Regions from separate parts of the Mus musculus genome. Here region 1 is linked to region 2. The links are chromatin contacts, called in public promoter capture Hi-C maps. All regions are on one chromosome and are shown on one strand. The core of a region is the stretch at or near the end of the contact, and the rest is flanking DNA. Distances in the headings are between cores, read along the strand shown.

What was found. Capture Hi-C pulls out chosen DNA fragments and counts their contacts.
Region 1: a contact with region 2 is called in a promoter capture Hi-C map of adipose tissue. The contact joins two enhancer-like sites. A contact is called at or near these places in 1 of 15 datasets of contacts at CTCF or cohesin (CD8 T cells), 4 of 484 Hi-C or Micro-C datasets (CD4 T cells, LSK cells, macrophages and 1 more), 4 of 115 datasets of contacts at active chromatin or transcription factors (CD8 T cells, effector CD8 T cells, large pre-B cells and 1 more) and 2 of 9 other capture datasets (adipose tissue and liver).

The regions. Positions count from the first base shown.
Region 1 is chr1:106,317,321-106,323,662 of GRCm38.p6, forward strand. It overlaps Phlpp1 (PH domain and leucine rich repeat protein phosphatase 1), which reads left to right. Exons shown (of 17, transcript NM_133821.3): 4 at 1,529-1,695. Among named protein-coding and RNA genes, the nearest start is that of Phlpp1, 150 kb to the left of the region's middle. Within about 2 kb of position 3,496, at least 61 of the 459 cell types and tissues checked have an H3K27ac peak or open chromatin away from gene starts, as enhancers often do. A contact at or near this core is called in CD8 T cells, where this site is marked.
Region 2 is chr1:106,150,392-106,156,431 of GRCm38.p6, forward strand. It overlaps Gm20753 (predicted gene, 20753), which reads right to left. Exons shown (of 3, transcript NR_040630.1): 3 at 2,234-2,356. Among named protein-coding and RNA genes, the nearest start is that of Gm20753, 18 kb to the right of the region's middle. Within about 2 kb of position 2,535, at least 38 of the 459 cell types and tissues checked have an H3K27ac peak or open chromatin away from gene starts, as enhancers often do. A contact at or near this core is called in CD8 T cells, where this site is marked.

The sequences.
Region 1 (6,342 bases), core at 2,246-4,745, 170 kb after region 2:
ATAAAACTTGTTCTCTTCTAAGTAGTCTCCAAGGGAACAGTGTGCTAGGTAGGCCGGAGGCAAGCTGGTGTAGGTGGCTGAAGGACTTGAGAGGTGGGCTGTAGACCCTCTTTTCTGCCCAGCATCGGAGGGTCATAGTGAGTACTCAGTGTGGTTGTTTCAGTGAACAAGGAAAAGCGTTCTGTCCCTACAAGCTCTAGATCTTCTTGGTTTACATCAGGAATTTGGCTGTCTTTGGGGTTTTCTTTTTTAATGGTGTAAATTCAAGGGAAGCTGAGAATGCTGAAGTGCCAACTCAGACCTTCTGTATCAGAGCCTTTGTAAACAGCATCTTTCTGCTTCATATGTACAGTGTAATTTATCTTGAATTCAAGTATGACCTCAGCAGAATGTTTTTTGTAAATTTACTTCTAATAAATATGCATAAATTTGGGAATTAGTGAATATAAACTATGAGTAATTCTATTTTGTAGCAGCAGCAATAAAAATAATAGCAGCATTTATTGATGGTTTTTCTGAGCTATGAAGGTAGGACTAGGTGCCATTTTAATACTGCTACATAGACATGAAGCCGAGTCTCAGAAGAGATCAATGATCTGTCTGTCTATCTCAGCGCAGAGGAGAGGCTGTGGTGCTTAGATGAGAATCTGTGCCGTCTGGGCCTAGAGCCACATTCCCAGGACTCTGCTCTGCCTCTTCTGGGTTAGGGGAAAGCTGGAATTCGGTAACAGTACAGTACATCAGGGTGATCAAGGATAAAGAGTAAAATCTTCCTTCCTTCATTTATTCTCTCTCTCTCTCTCTCTTTTTTTTTTTTTTTTTTTTTTTTTGCAAAGTAAAACTAAGTTAGGCAAAGGCTTAGAACTCTGATGTTACAACATCTGCTATCAGACAGAACCAAGATATTTGAAGTGGGCTAAATCTCTTCACTTTCATTATAAATGGGGCTTGTAATTCCTGAAGAACTGAGCTTACCCAGAGCACTTTGTTTCTGCAGCCTGCATCTGGGTTTGTAGCGCTGGGATCCTGGTCTTGGTAGGGATTATTTAACGAGGAGGGCAGTGGATATCTGGATAATCATTTAGATAGACTTTTTGTTTTGTGCGAAGCATCTACATGAGGCAAAGCACAATCAATGTGTAGTTATCTCACTGAAATCAGCACACACCACATCTGTCTTCCTGTCTAGTGCATGGTTGTGTATTTCCTTTAAACTCTTGTGTCAGTTTGTTCATAATCCTCTTACTTGTTTTTGTTTTGTATTGTTTTCTTGATTAAAACCACCTGTAGGAGAGACTAGTGACATCAGTAACCTAAAAGGTCATTGCGTTCTTCGGAGCCCTGTGCTAGGTTGCTTTAGGCCTGCTCTCGGGCAGTTTTTACAGTAGCAGGCTGTTTTGTGCCAAGTGTATATAGGCTTCATCTCTTTGTATTAGGACTTTCATGCTGTTCCTGAGTTCCCAAAAGGGAATGTCTCATTTCTATGTGTAAACAATTAATTCCATGTATTCTTTTCTTTTTTCTCCAGGTTGCATCACAGCGTATAAGCTCAGTAGACCTCTCCTGTTGTAGCCTTGAACATCTGCCTGCCAACCTCTTTTACAGCCAAGACCTTACTCATCTCAACTTAAAACAGAACTTCCTAAGGCAAACCCCCACCCTCCCAGCTGCCAGAGGACTTGGTGAACTGCAAAGGTGAGCCTGCACAAGCGCTAGAATCTCTTGGAAGGGACGGGGAAACCAGACCATTTGGGAATGGTATCTTCACTATTTTGACAGGGATAGTGTATATACATTTTTCTCTTCAGAAGGCAATATAACATGGCTTTGCTTTATAGTGAGAACAGTATCAGCTAGCATTCCAAAAATTTTCTCTAAGGTTTCTTGCCTTTAAAATTATGGCCTGTAGTTATCCATTGGGTAGATTTACATAAGAGCAGTTCTTTTAAAAGTGAACTTCATCCCCTACATTATCTGCAAAGAGACTGTGAAAATTTCATGGTATTTAGTGTGTTTCTTCTAAGCTCAAGGGTCTATTCAAAATAAATTACTTGATTTGAAATTTATGGATCAGTTTTTCCTCATGAAAACACTCATCTTTGAACCAAGACATAAGAACCAAGGTTTAAGGCCAAAACTCTATGGCATCTAGATGTCAGTATGTTGGACTTGAGTCATATGCATCAGCTCGGAGAATCTGCCTCATTATGTCTAGGAGTATCTCTCAAGAGGATCTGAGAGGTCGTCTTGTTCCTTCCTTTCCCACTTTGAGGCAGTGACCAAGCATGATTCTGGGGATATGCAGCCTTTTGTGACTCTGCATGTAGAGACTGTACTGAGGAAGAGGTAGTTATGTTCAAGGAGCAGAGAGTAGTTCATCCCTTAAGTGGCCAATGTGCTTAGAAAGCTATGCTGATCAGCCATTGGGATTCTATGTCTGATTTTTAATACCCAGAAAGAAGAATCCAACTACATCTTACTGTTAATAAGATAGTGTTTTTAACAGTTAACTTCAAAGTTAGAGTGTCTGTTTCTCAGTGTCATTGCAGCATTTCTGACTATTTGTGTGCAACCGTACTGTCATCTTAAATAGTAGTTTTCTGCAGATGTCCACTCACTCTGGCTCTTGTAATCTTTCCACCTTGTATTCTTTGATGAGCCTTGAGCCTCAGTGCAAGGACTGTGATGTAGATTACCCATTTATAGCTGACTGCTCTTTTTCTCTGCATGTTGACCAGAGTTGGTCTCTGTGTTAACATCATCCACTACAAAAAAAAACAAACAAAAAACTGCTGAGTTATCTTGTGTGTGTAGTGATAAGAACTTAGGGAGCAGTTAATTACTATGTCCATTTAGTACTATGTCCAATAGTACCCTTTTATTTATTTATTTATTTATTTATTTATTTATTTATTGACAACACAAGGGAATCATACGCCTGAAAGCAACCTGCGAACATGACTTTCCCAAAGCCAATATAGCCATGGCTTGTTTTGCTCTCATCTTCTCCAAGATCGCTGGCTAGCTTAATCATGTTGCTCTTATTTAAACTATACATTATAATCTTGTGAAATTTGTTTCTTCTGGGATGTCTAATGATTTCAAACTAAACTCCCAATGACTCAGGAATTCCAGGCAACTCCTAGGCCTACAAAACCAAAACCTCCTCCCACAATAGGTAAGATAGGCAGAGTCTTGTGGTTCCTCATCTACATGGGCATAATTATAGAAGGTGATTGATTGTCACGTTTTTGTACCCAGGAAAGACTTTTGGGACTATAGTTCTCCAGGAAATTGTGGCAGGAGAGTCAGAAACTGGGGAGAACGTTCTAGAAATTACCACATAAAAGGTAACAGCAACAGAAAGAGCTGAATCCACCTCCAGTCTCTCCCTGTGCTTCATTGAGCCTGGAGATATTCTGAAAAGTACACACACAGTCTTGAGAGAGTCAGGTACTGTGTTGACTCATAAAAAAAGTTCCTTCCTCTTGGAGGCAGGCCACAGAGGAGATAGGGCACCTCCTAGTCCTTCTGGCTCTCCCTGTCCTGTAACTCCCATGGGTCTCTATACAGTTCATTGTGCATTGCACATGGGAACCATGCCTACTTCCAGACTTGATCCACACCTGTAGGAACTGAAGCCAGTAGTATTTGGCTACTACCAAAAGATTTCAATTTATTCATGTCATTTTGTTATTTTTTTCAGTGTTTATTATTACTAGACATTTATATTATAAGTGACATGAAGTTCACATATGATTATTAATGAATTATTCCTACTGTAAATAACACTGAAAACATGCACACATAACAAGCCAAGTGTAACATCAGATATCTGGTCAACATTTCTCTCAGTAGTGATTTGTTATTGATGTTTGTTGCTGTTCTTTGAGTGTGATTATTTACTCCCTGACAGTTTTACAGAATACTAGGAAATAGTTTGTAAAGGACTTTTTTTAAAGCATAGAAGTAGTACTATAACATTAACTTTTGTGCATTTGGTTACCTTTAATTTTTGTCTTAGAGACCTACAGTATAACTCTCTTTCCTAAGGAGACACTTGACCTCATGACCTTTGTTACTTACTTTTTGTTGTGTTTATCCACTTTGGGCTCAGATTCCTAGAAGGTACACATCAGGTCCCCCAGAAATGGTTACCATTGTGAGGGAGACCATTAAATACATTGTGAGTGAGCACATGAGAGAATGTAGTGGGACCTGCTTTTAGTCACCACTTCTTGTTATTCATACGGACTTCTTTGTAACAGGCTTTTGCGGCAACTTGTAGAAAGAAGTGAAACTGGTAATTCGTCATTTCTCTTTGGTTGAAGGTTTGATGAAAAAAAAAAAAAGAAAAACAAAACTACATAATGAGACCACTCAGGAAACATGACACGGAGATTCATAACCGAGAATCGGTAGTAGGAAAAAGAGAAAACAAGTTTTTCATTTAAAAAAAATGAACAGCGTGATTTTTTTCATTTTATTTTTTGTTTTGTGTACATTGGTGTTTTGCCTGCATGCGTATCTGTGTGAGGATATTGGATCCTCTGGAACTAGAGTTACATACAGTTGTAAGCAGCCATGTGGGTGTTGGGAATTGAACCCTGGTCCTCTTGAAGAGTACCCAGTGGTACTCTAAACAACTGAGCCATCTCTCCAGCCCCCATAATGTTTTTTTTTTCTAAAGGAGGGGGAGGGGAGAGACCAAAGCAAAGCAAAACCCACTGCCAGGCTCTGAAATACAGTTCACTCTCTTGTCACTCCCTTTACCACTCCCAGGCCAGCCTGGCATCTGTCCTGCCTGTCCTTGAAAGCATATTTCCAAAGATGTCTTGTAGAGTTTGGTTATGTCCAATTCCATGTGCTCATTTCCTCCTTTGATTTATAAACATTGCTTATGCTTCCTTGCTTGCTATACATCTGTAATGAACATTAGAAAATTTCTAAATTGACTCTGTGTGTAAATTTCTTGACCATAGAGGTGGAATGTCTCTGCTTTTATTCTGTTTCCCCTTCATATTTAGCCTAGAGCTGAATTTAGGGTGGAGAAGGACAGACACAAGGATGGTGTGCTTCAGTCCAGTTCTTGGTTTCTCTGTCACCAAAGAGAACAGAAGGTCATCCTAAGACATATAGAGGAAGGTTTGCAAAGAGCTTTGAGCAGTGGCATTCATATATGGCTCTTAAGGGATAGGTCGTAAGTCTCGTAAGATGCCTTTTGGTTGATCATATGATGTGATGCCTGAAGATCAACTTTAGTGAACCTTAGGTGTGTATGTTAGAGTGGGTGGGGTATAAATAAGCTTGGTATCACCTAAAACAAGGTGAATGTTTCTTTTGGGTGGAAGGATGAATTTAAGACTTGGAAGACTTAGAGGGAAGCAGTGAACTGAGTTACCAGTAGATGTGAAATTGGCATTCACTGACAAGGAGAGAGTGAGGAATGTGCTGGGAGAGCCCGTAAAGCTTCGTGTACAATCACGGTGCGCTATGACAGTAAACGTGGAGAGATGAGAACAAACTCCCATTTCTGTCTGCAGTAAAGATCCCTTTCTTTAAAAGTCTTCAATCTGTATTTTGGTCCACATGGAATGGGAAACACATGACCCTATTTCCTGCCTTGTCTTTCGGGCACTTTTCACATTCCAGTAATAGGAAGTTATCAAATTATTTATGCTTGCCACACTTTAACATTCTTATGCTTTGTTTAAGAAGCAATACAATTTTTATTTTATGAGTAATTTCTGGAAACTCATTTTAGTGGTGAGAGTGCTCTTAGTAAACTGGAACAAGAAGTGGCCTGGTGATGTTTTTGCAGCTCATCTGCCAGACAACCTATGCAGTACTTAGGACACTCCAGCCTTGTGGGATGCACTCTTATATGTGAAGATAGGTGATAAAGATTGGAGATAATCACGGAAGACAGGGGTTGTCCATGTAAAGGATAAAGGTAGCCGGTGCAAAGTGCTGTGGGTGAAACTGAGATTTCTAGCACTGGGTTTGAGGTTTGCCAGATGATTCAGGAATTTCACAGAATGTATGGACTCCCTCTCCAGTTAGCTGTTAGCAGACTGCAGGTTTTTGTATACCTGAGCTTTGCAGTGCAGTGGGAATCCTCTTGGGGCACTTTCTATTTCAGTGGCTTCCCATTTTCCCCCTGAGCTCTGGATCAAAGGAAAACCTTGAGATGGCTTAGGGCTTAGACTCCCTTTCAGCTTTCTCTACTTCCTGAGCTCTGACAATCATGGCCTGTTTGGGTTTTTCTCAGACAGCACTTTCTAAAAAGGAACTCAAAGGCAAACCAAAGATTTTTTTTTAAGTAATTTTTTTAAATTAGGT
Region 2 (6,040 bases), core at 1,285-3,784:
TGCCACATGCACACTCACACGCACTCATAGAAATACAAATAGAAAAAGTGTATTTCCTTAATTCAATAATTTCAAAATGAGGTTGTTATTCGAGTTGATTGTAGCCAAGATAAGGTAAAAGAAAAGCATCCATGCCGAGGTTTCCTGGTCTCCCAAGCAGATCTGTTTGTGTAGTACATCTGTTCTCATAGTATGTGTCCTCGTAACGTGGATAGGGCATGATTAAATACACAGCCCTCCCCTGCCTGAGCCTCCCCTTTATACCTGTGTGTCCTCAGCATCATTCCAGGGAATGTGGGAAGAATGGACAATATTAGGTTAAGACCTCTGGTCCAGGCATGTCTTAATTCCTTTGAGAGCAGCTTCCAACTTCCGGGAATTCCTGCTGAGATGAAATGCCGCTTGGTATTTTGAGGCATCTGAATAGGTAAGCATGCATGTGTGTGGAGCTGGTCATCTGCTTTTCCATAACATGAAGCATATTAGCCCTGCTGAGCTGAAATGGCCTAGCAGATGGTGTTAAGGTAAAGTACTTGGGTCTGCACATGTAGGTTTGTGCATTTGTGCAGAGATATTTTGGTGTGTTTTGTCCTTGCCTCAGCGATGTGTATAAAACAGAGGAATGGGGGCTTGGGTCAGCCAACGAGTAGTGACTCCAATAGGAGGCACAGCTGTGAAGCATGTGTGGTGTGTGTGAGTGTGTGTGTCTGTGTGTTATGAGCGGGGGAGTGTGCACACATGTGGATGTGGAGGTCAGAAGACAACCCCGAGTATTAATCCTCAGGGCTATCCACCCTTTTGTTGAGACAAGGTGTCTCAGTGGCTTCATGTTTGCTGGGTATGGTAGACAGGCAAGACAAGACAAGCCCCACCAGGGTCTACCCTACCCATCATGCAATTATAAGCCTGTGTCACTATGACTGGCTTTTCCCCCTGTAAGTTCTGAGCCTCAAACTCAAATCCTTGCTTGTGAGGAAGTGCTTCGCTGACTGAATCATCTCCACAGCCCATAATTGGGATTTTCTTTTTCTGCTTCTTTTTTTTTTTCTGGTAATATTGGGGATTGAACCAGGGCTTTCGTTGTGAGCATTAGGTAAGACTGCTACCACAGAGCTCCACTTCCAGTCAACAAACTGTGCTTTTCTTATTCTCCAAATCACAGCCTTCACGCTATTCATTCTAATGTAACTCTTTCTTTAGTAGAGCTTAGATTTACACCAACATGGAAAAAAATATCCGGTTGATACTTATAACAGAAAATTATGTTGCTGTAATAATAAAATTATAAATGCTTGTACATAGTAGCAAATAATTGAGGGCTTAGAATATATAGGTATGGAAATTGAGAAAATTCTTCTAAGCCCCCAAATAATAGTATTCGAAACCTCTACAGCTCTGTGTAGCTTACAAAGCATGCGAATGTGTTCTCTGCTTTGACTTACCTACTGACGGCTTAAAATGCTCTCCTCACAGGTTCGCTGAGGGAAACTGGCTTAGAAACATCTGGGCAAGCTGTCCAGGCAAGGCCAAACGTTTCTTAACTCCTCCTCTTGAGGGCGCTCAAGACCTCATTGCCTCATGTCTCACAGCGGAAACCCATCTGAATGTGTATCCCTTACCAGGATATTGTGGTTTAAAGAAGACTGAGGAGATAAGCTCAGTGAATATTTTCAGAAACTAGATCCAGTACTGACTAAAACATCTCAGGAGCTGCTATTTTTGGAGCACCTGCACCTGCTGACTGGTGTGTGTGTGTGTGTGTGTGTGTGTGTGTGTGTACACGCGCGCGAGCGAGCGCCGAGCTCGTATACATGAGAGTTTGTTTTTCTTTTGAAGTTAGCAGAGAGAACATAAAGAACATAGACTTGAGGGCTGGTGAGATTGCTCAGCGGGTAAGAGAACTGACTGCTTTCTGAAAGTCCTGAGTTCAAATCCCAGCAACCACATAGTGGCTCACAACCATCTGTAATGAGATCAGACGCCCTCTTCTGGTGCGTCTGAAGACAGCTACAGTGTACTTATTTATAACAATAAGTAAATTTTTTGGGTCGGAGCGAGCGGGACCGACCAGAACAAGCTGGGTTGACTGGAGTGAGCAGAGGTCCTAAATGCCATTACCAACAACCACATGAAGGCTCACAATCATCTGTACAGTTACAGTGTACTCATATATACATAAAATAAATAAATAAATCTTAAAAAAGAACATAGACTTGATATCAGGAGACTCAGGTAAGAACTCCAGTGCCTGTTCATTTAATGTCTCTACAGAATGTCTCTCTCTCTCTTTCTTCTTCTTCTTCTTCTTCTTCTTCTTCTTCTTCTTCTTCTTCTTCTTCTTCTTCTTCTTCAACAACTAGTAGGACCACAGGGGATCATTTTTAGAAATAAAAAATAGCATAGAAAGCTAACTTTTCATTCATTTTCAATGATTTCTTTGGCTAGTGTGGTGGTTTGAATAGGTTTGGTCCCTGTAGACTCATGTGTGTAACTTCTTGGCCCATGGGGAATGACACTATTAGGAGGTGTGGCCTTGGAGTAGGTGTGCTCTTGTTGAGGAAGTGCTTCACTGTGGAGGTAGGCTTTGAGTTCTCTTCCTATGCTCAAGCTCCACCCAGTGTGGAAGAGCCCCTCCTCCTAGCTGTCCACTAGTCAGGCTCTCCTGGCTGCAGTCAGATCAAAGATGCAGACTCTCAGAGCCTTTTCCAGCATGCCTGCCTGCATATTGCCATGTTTCCTGCCATGATGTTAGTAAACCTCTGAAACTGTAAGCCAGCCCCAGTTAAATGGTTTCCTTTATAAGGGCTGCCAAGGTCATGGTGTCCCTTCACAGCAGTAAAACTCTAAGACAGCTAGCATATTGTAGGTGTTTCTTTTGTACTCTGCCACTTCCTTCCTTCAGGAGACCTATGCAGGGATGTTGTTAACTCTTTCTATGTCAGAGAAATCATATCTCATCCTGTGATATTCGTCCCTGGGTTTAAGTTTCCTCTTTAAAGGCTACTTTTCAAGCACTTCAGAGAACACTGAATTCTGTTCTTGCAAATCTGTTGCCACTAATCTGGGTGTGGTGATACATAACTGTGATCTCAACACAGAGGAGATGATGGAGGCAGGAGAATCAGATCCAAGACCAGCTTAGGCTACACAGTAATGTGCTACAGTAAATGTGTGGCTGGCTTAGCTTCATGACACCCTGTCTCCAGACAAGACAAGATGAAAGAAAGGAGGAAAATGGGGGCTGGCAAGATGGCTCAGCAGGTAAAGTGCCCACCACCTACTCTGACACCTTGAGCTGGATCCCTGGGACCCACATGGGGCATGGGGAGAACTGACTCCCAAAATGTGTCCTCTGACCTCCACAGTCACACTATGACATGTGCGCGTGTGACAAGCGCACGTGCACACAAACAAGTGTGTTGGCACTTTGCTCCTAAACCAAGGCAGAGATGCTAATGCTTAGAATAGTTCCCCACCCCCCCTGAGTCAGTTTCTCTGTATAGCTCTGGCTGTCCGGGAACTCATTTTGTAGACCAGGCTGGCCTCGAACTCAGATATCTTCCTGCCTCTGCCTCCCGAGTGCTGGGATTAAAGGCGTGCGCCACCACGCCCAGCTCATTTTTTTTTTAACTGCTAATTACAAATACTTTAAATGCAGCCATAGGCATGGTGGAAAGTATGTGTTGGCATGTAAATGACCTTTCACCTGACCACAGTTATAGGACAGGGCAGTCAGGGCCGAACAAGGGTCCAGAGCACATTGCATACTGGGTTCCTTTGGCTACTATGATGAAGGAGTACAAGTTTAGCATCTTGAGAGGCGAGTGTATAACCCTCCAGTTTGGAGTCCAAGTTCCAACAGTCAGGTTGGCAGGACTGCCTTCTTTTCTGGGCTCCTGGGGCAAGCCCCTTCCCTTCCTTTTCCAGCTCTAGAGAACTTCCCAGATGCCTTGCCCCAGCTTTCTCCCATTTCCAAAACATTGCTGTATCCTGTGAACTCCAGCGAGGGACCTTCGCAAGGACTCGAGCCAAAGGACCACCAGGACAAGGATAGCTGTCCAGGCTGGACACAAACCTTTACCCCGGGATATCTCTAAATGTGTTCAGTTGACATTGGAGAAGTGTCTGTCCTGTCTGCTAGCTCCAAAGCAAATCTGTTATTGATCTATCAGGCGACTTTAGATGTTTGTTTAATGTTTAAAATCATTTAAAACCGATCTCTCAGTATTGTATTCTTCGAAATGTATGGGTGTTATCAAGCATAAATAAATAGTCTATTCCAGTTGCTTCCTCATCCATCCTCAGTAGCATTTTGGATATCTACTTGCTCTGCTGATAGGTGCGATTGCCATCCACCGGCATACGGCAATGGTGTGGTGGTGGACTGACTCTGCAGTGCTCAGCCCCTCTGATGTGGGACCTTCCTCTGCCCCTTGACAACTATTCATTTTGTTCACTTTTGCGAAGAGAAGCTGCTAAACACATTGGCACACATATATTTGTCAATTAAATACTGTGGGGGGTGTTGGCAGACTATGTGGAATCTCTGAATTCCAAACGGATGCCCTTCTCTTAACTACACTTATCTATGGTATTGTAGATGCTTTAGATAGAACTGTTTGGAAGGTGGTAGTAAGTTGCAAGGGGCAGATGGGGAAATCAGCACTAAAATGCGATGGTAAGCTTTAAAAAACAAAAGTAAGAGCTAGACTGTTCTGTTCATGTTCCGTCTGTTTGGAGGGTGAGTGTGGCACAAGCCATGCTAGGAAGCACAGCAGAAGGGAGTGCGGGAAGAAGGCGACATTTGTTACCAATTATGCTGTTGGTTGGAAGCCAAGTCCTGAGTTCGAAATTAACAAAAACAGATAAGGAGTCCTCCAGGAAGCTCACTTTCATCTCACGATGAAATTTAATCTAACATTTGGTAGCTTGAGTGTAGCCTTTGACTCATCAGCAAGGAAAAGCAGCTTGGCCTTGTTTGTTTTCCCTGCTTGCGCCTTGTTTGGGGTGTCAATAGTGCAGAGCCTGTGACAGGCAGCTGATCTCTGGGGAAGCGCAGCCAAACGGAAGATCCCAGCCAAGCCAGGAACTTCAGCTCAAACACTCATCTCAGGCACACAATGCCGCCCCTTGTGCGGCTAAAGAACAGGGCCAGGGCTTTGTACCAGGATAGGAATGACAATATGCCCTAAGATTCACTTTCTTAATACAGGGTTTGTGTTTCTGTCCCATGAAAGACAACTGTGTGTCCACTGAAAACAGGGTCATATTCTTTGTGTGGTGTCCTGGAAAAATACACAATCATTCTAAAACTCCAAATATTTTTTTACTATAAGGCTCATTAAAGAATTTGAACTTAATTCTTATATTCTAACACCCTGGTTAGAAATGTCTGTAACGAGTATTCTAATAACCTTGATTGCAGCTTCAGTCCAATCACTGAACTACTAGCCTGGGGTTCTTGACTGCTCTTTTACTGGAGTGTCTCTCTGGACACTCCAGATGACACTTATGAAATGTTTGTTTCCAAGCCTCCTTTGGTGATTTCTCAATGCCACGTTTGCTGTAGAGCTACCAACCTTCCAGCTTTAGTAACTATAAAATCTTCACCACAAGCTACTGCGTCCTGCTTGAGCGCTGTTCCGTTCATGGAATTATCTCAATATATTGCTTCTGCCGTTCCCTCCTAAAAACTAAACAAACAAACAAACAAACAAACAACAACAAATATGGTCCTTCTGATTTTTAAAACTGTAGCTTTATAGCTGGTGACACATGCTTGTAATCCAGGTACTTAGGAGGCAGAGGCAGGGGGATTGATGCAAATTCAAGGCCAGCCTGGGTTACAGAAAGTTCCAGACCAGCCCCACTACACAGTGAGATCCTGACTGAGAAACTTTTAATTTTTCTGTAAGCGCTTCACATCTGCTTTGAACATGTCAGGTGGATGCAACCATCAGTGGACTCCTTAGACAAGGGCAGCAGTTTTCATTTCTAATAGCAGCTGTCTGTTCTCCTACATCCTCCTCCTTAATGTCTA